2 separate regions of the Manis pentadactyla genome follow, and region 1 is linked to region 2. A link is a contact called in public Hi-C data. All regions are on one chromosome and are shown on one strand. The core of a region is the stretch at or near the end of the contact, and the rest is flanking DNA. Distances in the headings are between cores, read along the strand shown.

Region 1 (3,020 bases), core at 503-3,002, 290 kb before region 2:
CAACTGGCTTACTAATTTTCTGGAAAGTACAGGAAACAGTATGGTTTATGCATAAATCATTTGTGCTTGGTGGATCCATATTTTTGCTCATATTTTATTAAAATCCTTTGCCATGAATTGCAGTTAGATAACTAACTGTACATTAGAGAGCTGAAAACGTAAGAGCCAGGTAACAGAGGTCATTCCACAAGATGAGGTCATGTTCTCCAAGCACCAGATGGGTCCCACAGATGGGAACCATAACACTTGATTTCTTCCATATTAATCAGAAAGAAAATTAGAGATTAATGTTGACATTTGTTTTAATTTATAAATAAAATGTTTTATAGTGAGTTATTGTAACACTGGTCAGCATGCCATCTTTCTGTGCAATAGGTTAAAAATTCTAATTGTAAAACAAAATAATATGACAATTCAACTTTGCATCTGAAACAAAAGCAATTTTTTTTTTAACTGACAAGTTTCTGTGAACTGTGATGGTATAATGACACATTTTGGTACGTAGGTTATGGAAAGTCTCAATACTTCAATATCTGGGAAGATGCTACTTAATACATTACCCTATCTTAAGGTATTAAATAGTTTTGTTGTGTCACCTGTGGGCTTTTTAGTTGGAAAGTATTGTAATATATTTGTGTTCACATATCCTCATTAGACTATAAACATATTTGGTTGGTAAAGAAATGTTTCAAACACAAAGACTAAGCCTCTTTGGAGGTCTGTGTGTGAGCAGTTTATTCACAGGAAAACTGTTTTCATTTCAGAGAGATTTTCCACAGTCATCTTAAAGATCTATGTAGATTGCCAATTCAGTGACTCAAATCAGGGGTGCAAACTGCATGGATTACTTTACACATATCATTGTACTTGGCAGCAGATAGACATCCTCTGCTTTACAGTTACCTGGAATTTGAAGAAGCATGATTGGAACTTTAACTAAAGGGGCATAATACTTATTAAGCTCCTTCTATATATCAGACACTACCTTAAACATTAACTTATTTAGCCCTTACAACAGCTTCTAGAATAAGATTTTTGTTCTCACTTTACCAATGATGAAACTGAAGCTCAGAAAGATTAAATAACCTACACATGGTCACATAAAAAACAGGTGGTGCATCTAGGATTAAAACACAACTGCCTAATTCATCTATCCATTTATTAATTTGACAAGCATTTATTGTGCATTAATTTTGTAGGTGGGGAAATACTAGAATTATATCCCCAAATGGAGTTTCTAACCATTTAAACAAATAATTACAAAGGTTATGTTCTTTCTACTGTACTCAACTACTAAAACATTGCCTACATAAAAGTCCCCAGATTAGAGATTTTTTTTTTAGATGAATGAGAACTTAAAAGATAAAAATCTATTAAGGAAGACTATAACCTGAGAAATATTTAGTTGTCCATACCAAATCCATGAAGTACTCCTGCTTACTATAAAAGTCTGTGAAAAGTGGGCCTGATTTTCCTTCTTAAAAAATATTTTGATAATTTTTTATTATTAGATACAAAAGTAATTCATAGTTGGTAAACAGTTACAGCTAATAATTCATCATTATTATTATTTTGCATTTGTAAACCTCTTAATCATTTAAAAAACACTTTAATATGTACTTTTATTTGCTTTTTAAAGCAACTCTGGCCAAACCTAATACTTTTGGATCCTAGTTTCTTGATGCTCATAGTAAGTGATGCTTTCGTTTTGCCTAATTAAAAAAAATTAAGAGACATTTATTGAGCTGCTTCTATATGCAGTGCACCCTGGCCAAATACTATGGAGAAACAAATGACTGAAGAAATTCGTCTTTGCTCTTAAAGCGGCTTGATGGGGCAACAGATGTAGATGAATAACATAAGGGAGTGAATAAGTTAGAAAGTTTCAGGTTGGGGAATGCTGTGCCTGGGCTCAACATGTAACTCACCAGACCCAAGACTCCCTTCCATTCGTGAAGTCCCAGAATTGTGGACGTTAGGTCTGGAGAGACGGAAGCAGTCTGGATGGACAAGCCAGTTTTAAATTGAGTCCTGCAGTAACTTATCTTGAATTAATACAAGTAGAGGGGCAGACAGAATTTATTTACTTTTCCTATGTCTCTTTTCTAAACAGGTATATTTCTTACTAGCTAAGCAACACAATGCAAAACACGGCGAAAACAAATAAAAAGGACATTCAAGATGAGCCACGCAAAGAAGTCAAATTGCCTACCAATGAAGCACTTCTAGACTATCAGTAAGCTTAGTTTATGAAATCCAAAGTTTCCCAGATGTAAATGGCAATTGTTGTTAGACTCATATAACCCCAGATGGAAAATCGGGCACTCAAAACTGTCAGGGGAACTGGATTGGAGGTAGGTAGGAGATATAATGCACTCTTGGGCTATGTTCAGATTTTTTTAAAGTTTTTGGAAACTTTTTAACTATAAATAGTCCAAGTAGTAGCTATAAAACAGCATTCTAAGTAGTTTTGGCTCTCTCTCTCCTCCCACTGTATTACTGGCCACTCTTCCATATATACCCAACAGCTTGCTAGCTTACCTCTTAAAATACAACATAGAAGAGTTAGCATACATTTATAGAAAAGGAAAAGAGGAAATTTGTTTAAATTTCTTCCCGTTCTAGACATTCCAATTGGCATTATCCCAAATGGCTACAGATCAAATCCAAATGATTTAGAATTATTTTCAATAATAATAATATTTCTTAATGTCTCATTCTCAGGAGCTAGAGACAAACTAGATGTAACACCTATATTTTTGTTTTATCCAACTAATGGATAGTAAGCCCCTAGAGAGCTTTTGAACCTCAACTTTCAGTGTGGGTAGGAGTTGTGTGTAATCCTTAGTGAGTGAATGAATACATGTCAGTCTTTTCCCAAATAAAAGTGTACTTCATTCATGTACTTACTGAATATCTACTTGAATGTTTACAAGGTAAGTACTGGGTCCTGGAAGACAACTGTACAGCAAAGCACCACATGGTCCCTGCCCCAATGAAGCATGGGAGACAGATGTTAA
Region 2 (3,453 bases), core at 81-2,580:
TAAAGTCCCCTCATCACCAGTCACCTATGAAAGATGATCACCCCTATTGCTTCCCTCCCTCCCACACTCCTGAGAAAAACACATGAAGAAGCAGTCAGGTCTGGCCTTATGAGGCCTCTTAAAACAAGGTTATCAAAGAGCTTAATTGGAGGATTTAATGAATAACTAACATTCCCCGTGCTGAACGCTGAAAATTCCCCGTGCCGCCAAAGTCCCATCTGTTAAATGCCCTCCACGTTGCTCACAGCTGTGGATGAGATCAGGGGTCTTTCTGCGGAGGCTTCATTCTACAGCCCCCACCAATGTCCTTTGACCCATCTGTACCTCTGGTTCTGGCCTTGCACCTCAGCGGTGGGCTCCCTTTCTATGTCTGCCATCTCAGGCACAACTTCGTCAAGCATTCAGCAACTTAGAATTTTTGAAACCCACAGCCTTCATGCAGAGCACCCAAACTCTTCACTGACAGGAAGTTTAAAATCTGTACTTCAGTTCCCTTGATGCAGTTGTCTTTTTCTTCTCCCTGATCCAGTGTACTGGCTAGCAGGTGTTCTTTTTTTTCCCAGGAAATGGAACTGACATTAGGGTTGATGCTCTTGGATAGTGTCCCCCATCCTTTCCTCCTATTGGTTCATGAACCTTCCATCCCCGCCTAATGACGGCAGCTGTAACAGGCATGGCCACCCAAAGATATCCCTGGAGCCTGCAAATGTTGCCTTAATTAGAAAAAAAGTCTTTGCAGAAGTGATTAAATTAAGGATCTTGAGATGGGGAAATTGTCCTGGATTATCTGGGTGGGTCCTTTGCAATCATAAGTGTCCTCATAAGAGAGAAGCAGGAGATTTGACACATGAGAAAGCATTGTGGAGATGGAATAGAGAGAATTGAAGACGCTAGCCTTGAAGATAACAGTGATTATGCCACAAACCCGGGAATGTGGGAAGCCATCAGAAGCTAGAAAAGGCAAGCAACAGATTCTCCTGCAGAGCCCTGTCCCACAGGGAGAGTGGTCCTGCAAACACCTTGATTTCAGGCTTGCAATTTATCCCTTCTTTATACTTTCCTATATTTAATTTTACTTATAATTTTATTTACTTAATTTTAATTATACTGTTCTGTATTTAATTTAAAAATATGTATGAATGAAAAATAAAAATTTTCTCAAAGAAACAACAAAACAATTTTCATTTATTACATGCAAAGAAAAAACACTAAAATGCTTCTGTATTATTTGAAATTTTATGGTGACAATACATTTACTTATTACTTATGGAACTTTAAAAAACAGACTGCCAAGATATATGCAGAGAAGAAGGCTATTGGTTACAAGAGCAGCCAATGAAAGAGCCCATTACTAGTGTGCATGCTGAGGGGTAAGGGGTGTGCTTTAGGCCTGGCAACCTTACGACTCCCGCTGATTTTTGCGCCATGAGTTCTATCGGCACCGGGTATGACCTGTCAGCCTCTACATTCTCTCCTGATGGAAGAGTTTTTCAAGTTGAATATGCTATGAAGGCTGTGGAAAATAGTAGTACAGCTATTGGAATCAGATGTAAAGATGGTGTTGTCTTTGGGGTAGAAAAATTAGTCCTTTCTAAGCTTTATGAAGAAGGTTCCAACAAACGACTTTTTAATGTTGATCAGCATGTTGGAATGGCAGTAGCAGGTTTGTTGGCAGATGCTCGATCTTTAGCAGACATTGCAAGAGAAGAAGCTTCCAACTTTAGATCTAACGTTGGCTATAACATTCCACTAAAACATCTTGCAGACAGAGTGGCCATGTACGTTCATGCATATACACTCTACAGTGCTGTTAGACCTTTTGGCTGCAGTTTCATGTTAGGGTCTTACAGTGTGAATGACAGTGCACAACTCTACATGATTGACCCATCAGGAGTTTCGTATGGTTATTGGGGCTGTGCCATTGGCAAAGCCAGGCAAGCTGCAAAGACAGAAATAGAAAAGCTTCAGATGAAAGAAATGACCTGCCGTGATGTTGTTAAAGAAGTTGCAAAAATAATTTACATAGTACATGATGAAGTTAAGGATAAAGCTTTTGAACTAGAGCTCAGCTGGGTTGGTGAAATAACTAAAGGAAGACATGAAATTGTTCCAAAGGATATCAGGGAAGAAGCAGAGAAATATGCCAAGGAATCCTTGAAGGAAGAAGATGAATCAGATGACGGTAACATGTAACATACACTTCAGCATTAATTTTAAATTTCTAATACAGTCCCGTGTAACTGTTTAGCTCTGTGGATTATGACATACCACTGACCAATTTTCAATAAATTTTTGTCTTGCTACAAAAAAAAAAAAAAAAAAAGATATGGACTAAATTAACCCCTGGGTGATAGGATTCTAAATGACTTATTTCCTTCTGTACAATTTTTCTCCATTTTCTAAGCTCACAACACTGCACAGATAGTATTTGTATAATAAAAAATTACATACAAAGAAAAAATTTTGATGTAAATCATTTGTTGACATTTAAAGATTGCCACAGATAGATTAGTAAAAGGAAAATAAAGCTACAAAACAGACTGTTATGGTGATTTTTGTTTTAAAGTAAGTACATATATAGAAAGAAACAATGAGAGTTCCTACATCAAGATGTTGATAATGCTTATCTTTGGTAGAATTATGGATAAATTTTGTTTTACATTGTGTTTTGTGTTTCAAATATTTTGCATTTGTCGTTTATGAATTTTGTGATGAGACCAAAATATTGTTAAATAAGAAAAGTTAGAAGTATATAAATGATAGAATAAGAGATCATTTGGGTCAGAACCCTTAGGTCTCTTCATATAGAACATCAGATGGCATGCTAGGATAATATGACTCCTGTAGCTGCAACAGAGAAAAGAGCTGAAAATTAAAAAAAAAAACAAAAACACTCTCTGAATGTATGCAGAAAAAATAAGATTAAAATTGGGACATTCTGACATTTTGTGCGGGCTGCCTGCCCTCCCAGAGACTGGAACTTAAACACCACCGTGAACTAACAAAACTAAGCATTTACAATATTGGCCTCTCTGCTCTAAGTCATTCACAGGTGTCTTTCATTCCTGTAGACTAAACACTTTTCCAGGGTCTAGATTCATGCCATGGCTGTCAGCATCTCCAGCAACTTGGTCCTAAATTCAGCGAGGGCCAGCTCTGTCCAAGAAAACAGTCTTCATTTGAGAGCAGGTACATGCCGCACAGTTGACTTTGCATTTCTTCAAATTCCAGAATTCTGCTGATGAGACTGTTCTAGTCCCAGAAGTCTGTCTGGCCAAGTCTTTGCTTCCGCCGTGAGGGATGCAGCTGCACCCATGTGCAGCTAGGTGCCTTTGTAGTCACGACTTCTCAAGGATACCTTTTCTGGTGCCAGAAATAGCTCACCATCTCTGCCCATTAGTCATCACTAGCTGAAGCTTTGAGCAAGAACCCCTCTCAGTAAGAATCCTGCCC

Evidence for each region. Hi-C and Micro-C count contacts between places; a contact is called where the count stands out from the background.
Region 1: a contact with region 2 is called in a Hi-C map of blood, with 2.6 times the contacts expected there. The contact joins the promoter of CCDC83 here to the promoter of LOC118923329 in region 2. A contact is called at or near these places in 2 of 3 Hi-C or Micro-C datasets (blood and skin fibroblasts).

Annotation. Positions count from the first base shown.
Region 1 is chr9:29,844,380-29,847,399 of mManPen7.hap1, reverse strand. It overlaps CCDC83 (coiled-coil domain containing 83), which reads left to right and starts at 1,752. Exons shown (of 10, transcript XM_057507164.1): 1 at 1,752-2,236. The coding sequence starts at 2,142.
Region 2 is chr9:29,554,499-29,557,951 of mManPen7.hap1, reverse strand. It overlaps LOC118923329 (proteasome subunit alpha type-3-like), which reads left to right and starts at 1,330. Exons shown (of 1, transcript XM_036906987.2): 1 at 1,330-2,323. The coding sequence starts at 1,426. The coding sequence ends at 2,193.